Regions from separate parts of the Mus musculus genome. Here all the other regions are linked to region 1. A link is a contact called in public HiChIP or PLAC-seq data. All regions are on one chromosome and are shown on one strand. The core of a region is the stretch at or near the end of the contact, and the rest is flanking DNA. Distances in the headings are between cores, read along the strand shown. Region 1 has its middle 520 kb from the start of Gm25833. Region 2 has its middle 290 kb from the start of Gm25833. Region 3 has its middle 380 kb from the start of Gm25833.

Region 1 (4,686 bases), core at 1,209-3,708:
TGCCGGGGCCTAGCAAACACAGAAGTGGAAGCTCACAGTCAGCTAATGGATGGATCACAAGGCTCCCAATGGAGGAGCTAGAGAAAGTACCCAAGGAGCTAAAGGGATCTGCAACCCTATAGGTGGAACAACATTATGAACTAACCAGTACCCCCGAGCTCTTGACTCTAGCTGCATATGTATCAAAAGATGACCTAATCGGCCATCACTGGAAAGAGAGGCCCATTGGACACACAAACTTTATATGCCCCAGTACAGGGGAACGCCAGGGCCAAAAAGGGGGAGTGGGTGGGTAGGGGATTGGGGGTGGGTGGCTATGGGGGAACTTTTGGTATAGCATTGGAAATGTAAATGAGCTAAATACCTAATAAAAAAATGGAAAAAAAGAGAATAGATAAAAAAAAAAAGATTTTGCTGAAAGGATCCAGATAGAGCTGTCTCTTGTGAGACTATGCCGGGGCCTAGCAAACACAGATGTGGATGCTCACAGTCAGCTATTGGATGGATCACAGGGCCCCCAGTGGAGGAGCTAGAGAAAGTATCCAAGGAGCTGGGGGGATCTGCAACCCTATTGGTGGTACAACAATATGAAATAACCAGTACCCCACTGGAGCCTGTGTCTCTAGCTGCATATATATCAGAAGATGGCCTAGTTGGCCATCAGTGGAAAGAGAGGACCATTGGTCATGCAAATTTTATATGCCTCAGTACAGGGGAACGCCAGGGCCAAGAAGTGGGAGTGGGTGGGTGGGGGAGTGGGTGGGTGAGCATGTGGGGGACTTTTGGGGTAGCATTGGAAATGTAAATGAAATAAATACCTAATTAAAAAAGAAAACTTTATACTTTTTATCACCTGCAGAATGATGTCTAGCAAGCAGTTGCCCAAAATTCTAGTCCGATAACTACATAAAAGATGAAAACAGAAATAAATTACAGGATTTCTTTCTAGCCAAAACAAAACATGTATTCTTTTTTAAGACTTTTTCCATTTGCACATAACCTTGAGTTTGTAATAACTTCTGGTAATATGAGATATGAATAATTGAATATTCATGTTTCCCTAAAGAAACCCTAGTACCTGAACATAGTAAGTAAGTGTGACTTATTCATATCACCAGCCTGTATGACTAAGTTTTTGGTGAAATGCTCTTACAGTTCTATATCATAAACATTCAATGGATTTGTTACTTCATCCTGGAACCTATATTTTATTCACCACAAAAATAATGACCATCTGAAAGGATTCTTGTAAGTATGTTCCAGTGTTTTCTCCTTGCTCTGCTATTTAGATGAGTTAGAAACCAAGATATTCTTTCTGAATCAATATGTGGAAAGAAAGTCACAACTATGTAGACTTCCTTAGCTCACCTATGAGAAAATCAAGTTAATCGTAAAAGAGCCCACAGGAGAAGCAAGTATAGAGTGTTTCTCTTTACCTAGTTCTATCTGGTGTGCTAGAAAAGTGGGTAGTAGATTTCTGAATGAAGCTCAGCCCACAGATGTCTGGGGGAAAAGTACAATGATGAGTTTAGGGTTATAAAATGTCAGTATGAATACTCATTTAATTGTGAATACTTTGCACCAGAAGCTTCAATTTTGCTGTTGACCAAAATTTGAATATTGTAAAAATTAAAAAGAGGGAGTAAGATTAAGGAAAAGCAAATTTAAAAACAAAACTCATTAGAATATTTAGCTCGGGCCAGGAGTGGTGGTGCACACCTTTAATGCCAGCACTCGGGAGGCAGAGGCAGGTGGATTTCTGAGTTCAAGGCCAGCCTGGTCTACAGAGTGAGTTCCAGGACAGCCAGAGCTACGCAGAGAAACCCTGTACGAAAAAAAAAAAAGTAAGAAAGAAACAAAAAAGAGAATATTTAGCTCAAAGGAAAAAGCATAGTGGAAGGTATTCATCATAAGATGGAACATTGACAACATATATCACTTTGTAACTGGCTCTGAATGATGTTTGATGCAAAACTATTAGGATAAACATAATATTTTTAAAAGTCTTTGTATTATGTACAATCTCCTCCAGTCTGCACTCTTCAACTTACAATATTTAATCATGTCAAAATTTGTTCAAGTGAGACTATGACATTTATTCAAAGGAAGTATAAATTCTCAGGGTTTTTGTTTGTGAATTTGTTCTTCAAATGTCTTCAAATATGTTGCTCATTAGTGTGACCTTATGTCTCTAAGATTTGTTAACTAAAATGATTCTGGAATTCATTATTACAATTAACTCTGATTATTAATGGTGAGCTGTAGTTCAGTCATATTACAGCCAGTTGCATTCATTTCCTATTATAAACTATTTTGACATGTACACTACAGAAAGTGCTATTCATCACATTTAATAATACAGTGAAGAAGAGTGGAAACAGAAGGTGTCTTCTTATAACATCATACTTTCAGTTCTAACTTACTGTGTTATGCATAGTGACCCTTAGGGATTCCATACTTCTTACAGTTAATACTCTTGCCTCCCCAGAGGCCCAACAGACTGCCTTGAGTAGAATAGACCTCTCAAAACAACAGAAGATTTTTATTTCATCTCTGTGTTCTTTGTTCCTATTTGGCTCACAGGAGACTGAAAAAAGGGATAAAAGTCTTCTTGAGTCTCCCTCTCCTACAAGATGCCTAAAGGATAACAGAAAATTATGTACATCTTTCAATGTCCTGAGAAATTCTTTATACACTAAAAAACCATTCTTCTCCTAAAATTCTTTTCGTTTAAATTTATAATTCAAACACACACACAAATACACACACACACATGCACACACACACGCACACACACACACACACACAAACCATGTGGACACATACAAGCATACATAATCAATGTACACACACATACATACACACTAACAATATATCCTAAATAGCACTATTGTTATAGATATGAAAAAGAGCAATGCCTTAATCTATTGTTCTGATACCTTGGCTGTGTATAATGGGAACAAAACAAAACTGTCAAAAGGAAAGATTCATCACATTTATTAAATAAGGGTTCTTATTCAAGCATGTACCAAGAAATATTAGAAAATCTTATGATTTACTGACACTATTGGCTTCATTTATGGTGTAGTGAGATTAGTATCTTAAACACTAGCTAGAGAGGCCTCAGCTCATTACAAATCAACAGGTATATATCACAATGGCAGACTACAATAACAAAGATTCTAAGGGTATTGGCATATACACATGGCATAAAGACATAGACATAAGTAGATAAAACTCAAAGTTCAAAATATGTTTTCTCTTGCTAGCTTATGATGGTTGGTCTCACTACAATGTGAAATAAATGTTTATATTCACCTACAAAAGACTCACCTAACACACAGTTATTCCATGGCAGTTTTACACTCATTATTAGAAAAGTAGACTAAATTATATTTATTCCATCCCTCTGTAGCCTGGACATCACAATCTCATATTCTTAAAGAAAAGCGTCCATTATTTCATAAACACAGAATTTCATGAAAAATCACAGAACAGGGAGCCTTAGGCATAACCACAAGCCATCTAATGTATAATATTTGTCTTTCATTTAAGAGAACACAACCGCCATTTTATTACTTTTGATTTTTATTTCTAAAGGTGTCCATCTACTAGATGAAAAATAGAAAAGAATATGAAACTACAAAATGACCCACGACTTCTAACCCTTGAAGGAACCCGATTTCGACCTGAATGTGCGGTATATGAGGAGTTTTAGAGCATTCCTTGGTTTCTGCTGATAACAAGCTAATGATATATTAATCTCCTAACTTGTCATGCAATTAATGGTGACTCCTGTACTTATGCGGATGAGTGGGATGGGGATTGGGTCAACTTGATGCCAAATATTGTGCTTGTAATTGGAATCATACAAACAATATACTTGTTTAATCAAGACAAAAATGATTTCTCTGAAGTTCCAAGTCATGATTGCAAATGGTTAAAGAATACACATAGTCATCCTTCAATAATTGCGATCAAAATCAGCAAGGACACCAAAAACTGGGAGGGAAGCTTTATGACTGTACTGTAACCAGACATTGATTGACTCCTGGATAGGGTACAACAAGACCAACAAACAGTTCCAAGTGAGAATAGTGGACCGAACCAAATAATCAGGGCCTGGGAAGGGCTAATTTTTCTTAGTAACTCTACTGTGCTGTGCCCGGGTCTCCCATAATAGAATATTGAAAAATTTGCTGCCAATTATTTTTGCCAATGGCAGACCTCATTATGAAAGATTTTTTGATACATTTTCAGCATTGTAATAGATATTGGCACTGGTGATATTTCATTTTCTCCTCTATATGAGTAACATGAAGAGAACAACTGTTTGCAACTTGAACACTTACTCACAAATGTTTATACTTATAGCACTTCTATCAGGAGGATGTCAGTTCACTTATTGTACCAAATAAATCATGGCGGCAGGATGTGGGGATGGGGTGGAGATTGTCATTTACCAAGTGCACTTAAACAATGTAGCCATTTGAAACATCCCTATAGTAAATTTTCATTTTTAATTCTATGTCATTTGTTGAACCATCTTGGGAAAATGTACAGGTTTTATTCTTACTAAACCACTGAATAGACTACAATGTATTTCTGGTTTGGAGTTTTTACTTATGTTCAAAACCTGTTTTCTGCCATTTAATAATATTGTCCACAGTTCCTTAGTATGTGGGG
Region 2 (4,686 bases), core at 714-3,213, 230 kb after region 1:
AAATCTAGGTACCTGAGCACAGGCAAACTTTTGATCAGGTAAGTATGTTTGGATTTGTGCTTAAGAGCTAAAGAAAAAAAAAAAAAAACAAGCCGGTAAAAATCATAGAGAGAAACAATTGACAATACTAAAATGAAATCTTTGTAGGAAAAAGAGAGAGATTAAAAAGGAAATATTTTCTGTGTTAAAAATGAAAAACTTAGTGACAGAGGGTATATGGGTCTCAAGTAATTTTGTTTTGATTACTACCATAGAAATAATATTTTTCATAATGATTACAATTTTATGCATGCACTTAAAGTGAGAGCAGAATGAAGCAGACTGGGTAAGAAAAGACCTGAAATAACCCATGCTAAATTACAGACAATAGAACAAAATTAGACAATCCAGTTGGACGTGGTGGCGCATGCCTTTAATCCCAGCACTCAGGAGGCAGAGGCAGGTGGATTTCTGAGTTTGAGGCCAGCCTGGTCTACAAAGTGAGCTCCAGGACAGCCAGGGCTATACAGAGAACCCTGTCTCAAAAAAAAAAATTTAGACAATCCTCTGAAATCATAATTTTCAGATGAGTCTAATATACAGTCTTCATTGCCACCTTGTGATAAGACTGCAAAACTGCAGTCTAAATCCATTAAAAAACTAAAATGATTTTTTTCTAGCTATAATAATGGGGAATTAGCCCTAGATTATCAGAGTACACAAGGTTATCAAGAATTTGAATAGAGGTCCTTAGAGGCATCAGACTGAAAGAAATTTAATTAAGCAAAACAACATATGGCTTCCATTCATAACTGGGCTACCCAAAATCATGTAAGTCCAAAAGATTGGAGAGATTTTATATCAGCCATATTAGAACCTGGCCCTCAACTACAATGGCTAACATGATGGAAAGATGAGATTTCATTGTGGAACAATAAAATAGAACTGGAGGCATTGATATTGTCAAGGACCAATTACTAGTGAAATCAATTTTCTGAGTTAAGAGTACAGATAATGCTTGATGATGCCATCTTAGAACACTGTTATATAATAGCTTTAAATACTTGAGACAAGGATGAACAACAGGGAAGGTCCGAATCATTAATAAAGACATTCCAGGGTTCATATGAGTCTTTCACCGAGTTTTAACAAGTATCAACTACAGTTCTAAATGGAACAATATTATATCCAACTTTTAGAGAAAGTTCAATTGTATCTTTAGGTTTTGAAAATGCTAATGCTAAATGCAAAAAGCTATGAGACTTTTAAGAGCCACATTTGTACCTATTTAATAGTTTTATGAATTAAAACTATTGTGGATATTGAATCTAATGCTCACAATTCAGTTATGGGTGGACAATTACAAAAGATATAAAACCTAAAATTGCCTATTGCTACAGCTGTGAAAGATCAGGACAATCCATAAAGGACCAAAGAGAAACAGTTAATACAGATTTTTTTTTCTCTAATGATTCAGGGAGAAAGTTTCCTATGATATGTAGACAATGTGAAAGGAACAGACAGAGGACCTATGAATGTCCTCCACAGATATTTGTGAACATTCTTTAATGTTGGAAAACTAAGAGGCCTTGCTCAAGGCCTGACAAAGAAACAATGTGAGGAATTTGTTTAATGTCAACCACAGAAAAAGTGTTATGGAAAGCAACTTGAAAAATTAAACCCTGGTAGGACAAACAGCTAATCAAAACTTAAGTCATTTAACAGAAATCAAGCAGCTTGTATAGATGAGAGGCTCTGCCAGTGTCTGACAACTACAGAAGTGGATGCTCACAACCATCCACTAGACTGAGTACAGGGTTCCCAATGAAGAGTTAGAAAATGGACACAAAGTGCTGAAGGGGTTTGCAGCCTCATAGGAAGAACAACAATATGAAACAACCAGTACCCCCATAGCTCTCAGGGACAAAACCACTGATCAAAGGATGCAAAAAGAGGAACCCATGTTTCCAGCCTCATACATAGCAGAGGATGGCCTTGTGGGACATCAATGAGAGGAGAGGAAGTTGGTCTTTTGAAGGCTCTATGCTCCAGCATATGGGAATGCCAGAACAGGGAAGCAGGAGTGGGTGGGTTAGTAAGCAAGGGAAGGTGGGTTAGGATGGGGGCATTTGGAGTGGAAATGAAGAAAGGGGATAACATTTGCAATTTAAGTAAAGAATACATCTAATAAAAAAAATCACATAATGAAATTTGCAGGTCCAGAGCCTAAGCCTAATTACCTTGGGATATCTCTGTCCCAATAAAAAATCATTCCTTGCCAAAGGAAAAGAAAGAAAGAAAGAAAGAAAGAAAGAAAGAAAGAAAGAAAGAAAGAAAGAAAGAAAGGAAGGAAGGAAGGAAGGAAGGAAGGAAGGAAGGAAAGAAGGAAGAAAGAAAGAAAGAAAGAAACAAAGAAAGAAAGAAAGAAAGAAAGAAAGAGAGTGGGGGGAGGGAGGGAGGAAGAAAATTGATTACAGATTAGACATAAACAATAAAATATTTAAAACTCATATAGAAAAGTTTTCTGATTTAATTGTCAAAAGGAGAAAAAGACTTACATCAGTTATTAGGAACAGACCCAGCAGAGATTATGCCATATACTAATAATGAAATTAACCCATGAGTAATCAGTTAAGATTAACAAAGACATCACAATGATTTTTTGAGAGAAATTATCAACAAATACCCCCAAAGCAAGAAGCAGAGGAGGAGGAGGACTCTATAGGAAGACCAGAAGTCTCAACTCACCTGGACGTTCGAGATCTCTCACACACTTAACCACCAACCAGGGAGCATACACCAGCTGATATGAGGATCCTAACACATATACATTGAGGACTCTCTGGTCTGGATTCAGTCAGAGAAGATGCACTTTACCCTCAAGAAACTTGATGCCCTAGGAAATGGGGAAGTCTGGTGGGGTGAGGGTTGGGGTGTAAGGATATTCTCTTGGAGACAGGGGGCGGTAGGAGAAGATATAGGATGAGATGAGGAACAGTCAGAGGGTGAACTAGGAGGTAGATAAGGATTGGACTGTAAAAAAGATTAAAGAATTTAAAAAAAAGAGAACTAATTGGATTCTTCTTCATATAATATGAACAACAATAATTTCTAAAGCTCCTACCTTTTATACAGATGCCAATAAATCAGGAATAGCAGGTTATAAACCAGAAATTTCATAGAGGCCCTAAAAGATGCTGTCCCCTTCAGATAGCAGGAAGAAATTTTAAAAGAACAATGCCCCCATTTCCAAGATGTGTGTTGGATGGTTTTTCGTCATTTGGTGGGTGAAGGAAGTTTGTCATCATTTAAGGGTTTGGGGTTGGTCACATTGTTAACGGTCTTGGTAAGAGAGGAAATGAACTAAAGGCACTTAGATTCAGGGATCCCTTTCTCTTTCCTCTAAACTTCTTTGTCTATTGTTAGGGGTAAACTGGGAAAGAGGTGATGAAAAGAGAAAAGGAAGTATATAAGTATGATAGACCAGGGCGGGCGTGGTGGCGCACACCTTTAATCCCAGCACTCGGGAGGCAGAGGCAGGCGGATTTCTGCGTTCGAGGCCAGCCTGGTCTACGAAGTGAGTTCCAGGACAGCCAAAAAAGTCAAGTATTTTATATTGGTATAGATTATTTTATTTTGATACAAATTTAAGGTTATATTTTACTACTATATATACATATACACACACACACACACACACACACACACACACACACACACATATATATATATCAACTCTTGTTTTAAATACATATATATATTATATATATTCTCCTTTCACCTCCCCCTCCCCTCTCGCTCCCGGGTCCCTCCCTCCCTCCCTCCACATTACATGAATATTTCCTTCCCTCTTAGTGGAGTTGAAACCTCCTCACTTGAGCAGTTCTGTTTGCTACACTTCTTACCATCTGTAGGAAGTATAAGTGGTCTAATATCCACATATCAGTAAGTACATACCATGTGTGGTTTTTTGTATCTGGGTTACCTCACTTAAGATAATATTTTCTAGTTCTATTCATTTGCCTGCACAATTCATGATGTCCTCATTTTTAATAGCTGAACAGTATTCCATTGTATAAAAATAGCTAATTTTCTGTATCTATAGTTGGTTGAGGAACATCTGTTTTGTTTCCAGCTTCTGGTTATTACAAATAAGGCTTCTTAGAACCTGGTGAAACACATGTCCTTGTGTTTTAGTGGGGAATCTTTTGGGTATATGGCCAAGAATGGTATACCTGGGTCTTCAGATAGAACTATATCCAATTTTCTGAAGAATTGCCAGATTGATTTCCAAAGTAGTTACAGCAGTTTGCAATCTTATAAGAAATGGAGAAGTGTCCCTCTTTCTCTAGATCCTCACCAGCTTTTGATGTAACGTGGGTTTCATAGCCATTCTGATTGGTGAGGGGTGGAATCTCAGAGTTGTTTTGATTTGTATTTCTCTGATGAGTAATGTCTTTGAACATTTCTTTAAGTGCTTCTCAGCCATTCAAGAGTCTTCTGTTGTGACTTTTCTATTTAGCTCTGTAACCCATGTTTTAATTCGGTTATTTAGGTTTATAGAGATTGAATTCTTGTGTTTTGGATATTAATCTCTGTGAAATGTGGGGTTAGTGAAGATTTTATTTCCCAATATGTAGATTGCTGATTTGTCTTATTGACTATGTCCTTTGCTTTCCAGTTTCATGAGGTCCCATTTATCAATTC
Region 3 (4,686 bases), core at 1,082-3,581, 140 kb after region 1:
CTACTCATCAATACAGTCCTACTACAAGTTTTATTAAGAATCCAATACCAGTAGCAATAGCCTGTATTATTTTTATGTTGTAATATTCAGATCATTTTACCTTGAAGACAGATTATATCAGGTACAAATGTAGCAGGAAGAGAAGGTCTAGGGTCCCCAGACATGTTCCATCAAACAAAACTCAGAAAATCACTTTCCCTATTGCTAGTGTCCTTTGGGGTAAAGAAAAGTGGAAAATAGAGAGTTAAAAATATTAGCCCTGTTTTGCTGATCACTTGATATTGGAAAACCAACCCAGGGGGTCTATTTCAGTTAAGAGAACTAATTCTCCTATTCTCTGATTTTCCTGTTACCCATAGTTCTTTATCTAGGGCAGAATCCCCACAAGAATTCCCATTTCAATGTTTGTATGTATGCAGGAGTCATCCTTGCTCAAGTCTTGTTTATGAACCAACCATTGGACCATCTGGGTACAGCTTCTCTGGTGTTTCTAGGAGACACAGTCTTTCTTAGTTAGAGTTTTACTGCTGTGAACAGACACCATGACCAAAGAAGCTCTTATAAGGACACCATTTAATTGGGGCTTTCTTACAGGTTCCAAGGTTTAGTCCATTATCTTCAAGGTGAGAACATTGCAGCATCCAGTCAAGTATGGTGCAGGAGGAGCTGAGAGTTCAACATCTTCATCTTAAGGCTCCTAGCAGAATACTGGCTCCCAGGCAGTTAGCATGAGGGTCTTAAAGACATACCCATAGTGACACGCCTACTCCAAAGGCCCAACTTTCTAATAGTGCCACTCCCTGGGCTGAGCATTTTCAAATCATCACAAAATCTTAGAGAAAATCTACAACTTCTCTGGCACTTGAAATATTTCTACCCACTGTGTTTCTATCCCTGGGGTATAGGTGAAGTAATTGTGTTGTCATTTGATCATTTGGGAATGGTTACCACATGATCTCCAAATCTCTGCATTTTGATCATTTGTGTTTTTTTTTAATCAAGGCATTGTTTATTAGATATTTTCTTCATTTACAGTTCAAATGCTATCCCCAACCCCCCCCCCCAACCTGCTCCCCATCCTACCAACTCCCACTTCCTGGCCCTAGCATTCCCCTGTACTGGGGCATATGATCTTCGTAATACCAAGGGCCTCTCCTCCCATTGATGGCTGACTAGATCATCCTCTGCTACATATGCAACTAGAGACATAGCTCTGGGGGGTACTGGTTAGTTCATATTGTTGGTTTTTTTTTAAGAATAGTTTCTATCTGTTACAAAGAGAAGTTGCATATTACTTATCTAAAATATATGAATTGACCAAACTGTATTTATGTATAAATAGAGGGGAATATGAAAGCATGAAGCTGAGAAAGATCAAGGACTGTGTGTGGATTTGTATGTATTTATGCGGCAAACAGTATGTGGCTAAAAGTTAAGAAAATGATTATAAAATAACTCAACCTAATCCTTAATCGAATTTCAGATCAAAGAGATGACAAAATTTACAAAAAAAATAAAAGATAAAGATGTAAATATGAAAAAACTGCACTGTTTGTACACCATAATACAATTTTGGCAAGCTGTCTCCCATTTAAGAATGAAAAATAGCAGCTATGCCAGGTGGGGAATCTCAGTGAGGTCTATACAGTTCAGTTGGTGTTGAAATGATAGAGATAATCAATATAATGTTTCTTAACTTACCAATTATACATTCAGTACATCAGGTAAGTAACATTTCCTATTTATAAAGCTACCAAATTATTGCATTTTTTAATGAAAGCCTGATTTCCGATTGCAAGTATTTAACATGTACTATATCATAGTAAATGGTATCACTACTCTCCCTTGATTGTGAGCAGTCGCCACAATCTATAACTCAAGAGCAGCCACACGATTACAAAATAACATCATAGTGTACCATCCTTTTAAAACTTCATTGGTTATTCTACGGTTCTTTATATTATGGCTTTATATTAAATGAAGTGGTACCATAATTTCCAAAACTAAGTTCTATATTATTTAATCTTTTTTGTAATCTCACTGTAAAACAGATAATAGGTAATGTCTATGTTTTTCATTTCATAATGACAAGAAATATGGTATTTGTGTGAATGTGTCTGTATTAACATTAATTTTCATTATGTCTATAACTACTGGAAGAAAAGAATTGCCCCACTTGTCATTGTACTGTTTATTTTTCTAAACACACAACTACTTGGCACACATCACTGTAAATGTAGTATTTCTTCTAGACTCCAAAATGGACATTATGCAACCCTGCCTTCATTTTGGCTATCTTAACAGCTAGATGGCAGCACAATCACATATATATTCAGTCAATATCACCAACCCTAGAACTATAATAACATTAAGATTAGAAAACAACCTGTTTATCCTTTGTGTAGAGAAAGGACATTGACTTGTTTGAGTTAATTTTATATCCAGCTACTTCATTGAATCTGTTTATCAGGTTTAGGAGTTCTCTGGTGGAGATTTTAGTGTCACTTATATATACTACCACCTGCAAAAAGTGATATTTTGACTTCTTTCTTTCCAATTTGTATCCCCTTGATCTCCTTTTGTTGTCAAATGGCTCTGGCTAGGACTTCAAATACTATGTTGAAGAGGTAGGGAGAAAGTGGGCAGCCTTCTCTAATCCCTGATTTTAGTGGGATTGCTTCCAGCTTCTCACCATTTACTTTGATGTTGGCTACTGGTTTGCTGTAGATTGCTTTTATCATGTTTAGGTATGGGCCTCGAATTCCTGATTTTTCCAAGACTTTTAACATGAATGGGGGTTGGATTTTGGCAAATGCTTTCTCCGCATCTAACGAGATGATCATGTGGTTTTTGTCTTTGAGTTTGTTTATATACTGGATTATGTTGATGGATTTCCATATATTAAACCATCCCTGCATCCCTGAAATGAAACCTACTTGGTCAGGATGGATGATTGTTTTGATGTGTTCTTGGATTTGGTTAGGGAGACTTTCATTGAGTATTTTTGCATCGATATTCATAAGGGAGATTGGTCTGAAGTTCTCTATCTTTGTTGGGTCTTTCTGTGGTTTAGGTATCAAAGTAATTATGGCTTCATAGAATGAAATGGGTAAGGGACCTTCTCCTTCTATTTTGTTGAATAGTTTTTGAAGAACTGGAATTAGATCTTCTTTAAAGGGTTGATAGATCTCTGCACTAAACCCATCTGGTCCTGGGCTTTTTTTTTTTTTTTTTTTTTTGGTTGGGAGACTACTAATGACTGCTTCTATTTCTTTAAGGGATATAGGACTGTTTAGATCACAGCATCCTTAATCATCAGGGAAATGCAAATCAAAGCAACCCTGAGATTCTACCTTACACAAGTCAGAATGGCTAAGATAAAAAATTCAAGTGACAGTAGATTCTGGCCAGGATGTAGAGAAAGAGGAATACCCCTCCATTGTTGGTGGGATTGCAAGCCTGTACAACCACTCTGGAAATCAGTCTGGTGGTTCCTCAGAAATTGGACATAGTACTACTGGAAGATCCCGCAATACCTCTCCTGGGCATATATCCAGAAGATGTTCCAACCAGTAAGAAGGACACATGCTCCACTATGTTCATATCAGCCTTATTTATAATAGCCAGAAGCTGGAAAGAGCCCAGATGTCCCTCAGCAGAGGAATGAATTCAGAAAACGTGATACATTTACACAATGGAGTACTACTCAGCTATTAAAAGGAATGAATTTATTAAATTCCTAGCCAAATGGATGGACCTGGAGGGCATCATCCTGAGTGTGGTAACTCAGTCACAAAAGAACTCACATCACATGTACTCACTAATAAGTGGATATTAGCCCAGAAACTTAGAATACCCAAGATACAAGATACAATTTGCAAAACATGAAACTCAAGAAGAACGAAGACCAAAGTGTGGACACTTTGCCCCTTCTTAGAATTGGAAACAAAACACCCATGGAAGGAGTTACAAAGTTTGGAGCTGAGACGAAAGGATGAACCATCTAGAGACAGCCATACCCAGGGATCCATCCCATAATTAGCCTCCAAATACTGATACCATTGCATACACTAACAAAATTTTACTGAAAGAACCCAGATATAGCTTTCTCTTATGAAGCTATGCCAGGGCCTAGCAAACACAGAAGTGGATGCTCAATTCAGCTATTGGATGGATCACAGGGCCCCCAATGGAGGAGCTAGAGAAAGTACCCAAGGAGCTAAGGGGGTCTGCAACCCTATAGGTGGAAGAACAATATGAACTAACCCATACTCCCCCCCCCCCCCAGAGTTCGAGTCTTTAGCTGCATATGTAGCAGAAGATGGCTGACTAGTCGGCCATCATTGGAAAGAGAGGCCCATTGGACTTGCAAACTTTATATGCCTCAGTACAGGGGAGCGCCAGGGCCAAGAAGTGTGAGTGGGTGGGTAGGGGAGTCGGAGGGAGGGTATGGGGGACTTTTGGGAAAGCATTGGAAATGTGAATGAAGAAAATACCTAATAAAAATAGATGAATAAAAATTTATCATTTGAAAAAAAAATAGAAAACAAGTAGTTGTGATAGCCAGAAGCTAGGAAAAAAATCTCAAAGTCTGATGACAGAAGAATGGATACAGAAAATGTGTATTTCATTTACACAATGGAATACTACTCAGCTATTAAGAATGAGGGCACCCTCAGATTTGCA

The links. HiChIP or PLAC-seq counts read pairs in DNA pulled down with a chosen protein or histone mark.
Region 2: a contact with region 1 is called in a RAD21 HiChIP or PLAC-seq map of pro-B cells, with 4 times the contacts expected there. The contact joins two enhancer-like sites. A contact is called at or near these places in 1 of 15 datasets of contacts at CTCF or cohesin (pro-B cells) and 1 of 484 Hi-C or Micro-C datasets (cortical neurons).
Region 3: a contact with region 1 is called in a RAD21 HiChIP or PLAC-seq map of pro-B cells, with 2.5 times the contacts expected there. The contact joins two enhancer-like sites. A contact is called at or near these places in 1 of 15 datasets of contacts at CTCF or cohesin (pro-B cells) and 1 of 115 datasets of contacts at active chromatin or transcription factors (large pre-B cells).

What each region holds. Positions count from the first base shown.
Region 1 is chr6:69,050,778-69,055,463 of GRCm38.p6, reverse strand. It overlaps Igk and the pseudogene Igkv13-78-1. Among named protein-coding and RNA genes, the nearest start is that of Gm25833, 520 kb to the right of the region's middle. Within about 2 kb of position 2,458, at least 1 of the 459 cell types and tissues checked has an H3K27ac peak or open chromatin away from gene starts, as enhancers often do. A contact at or near this core is called in pro-B cells, where this site is marked.
Region 2 is chr6:68,824,573-68,829,258 of GRCm38.p6, reverse strand. It overlaps Igk. Among named protein-coding and RNA genes, the nearest start is that of Gm25833, 290 kb to the right of the region's middle. Within about 2 kb of position 1,963, at least 1 of the 459 cell types and tissues checked has an H3K27ac peak or open chromatin away from gene starts, as enhancers often do. A contact at or near this core is called in pro-B cells, where this site is marked.
Region 3 is chr6:68,913,351-68,918,036 of GRCm38.p6, reverse strand. It overlaps Igk. Among named protein-coding and RNA genes, the nearest start is that of Gm25833, 380 kb to the right of the region's middle. Within about 2 kb of position 2,331, at least 1 of the 459 cell types and tissues checked has an H3K27ac peak or open chromatin away from gene starts, as enhancers often do. A contact at or near this core is called in pro-B cells, where this site is marked.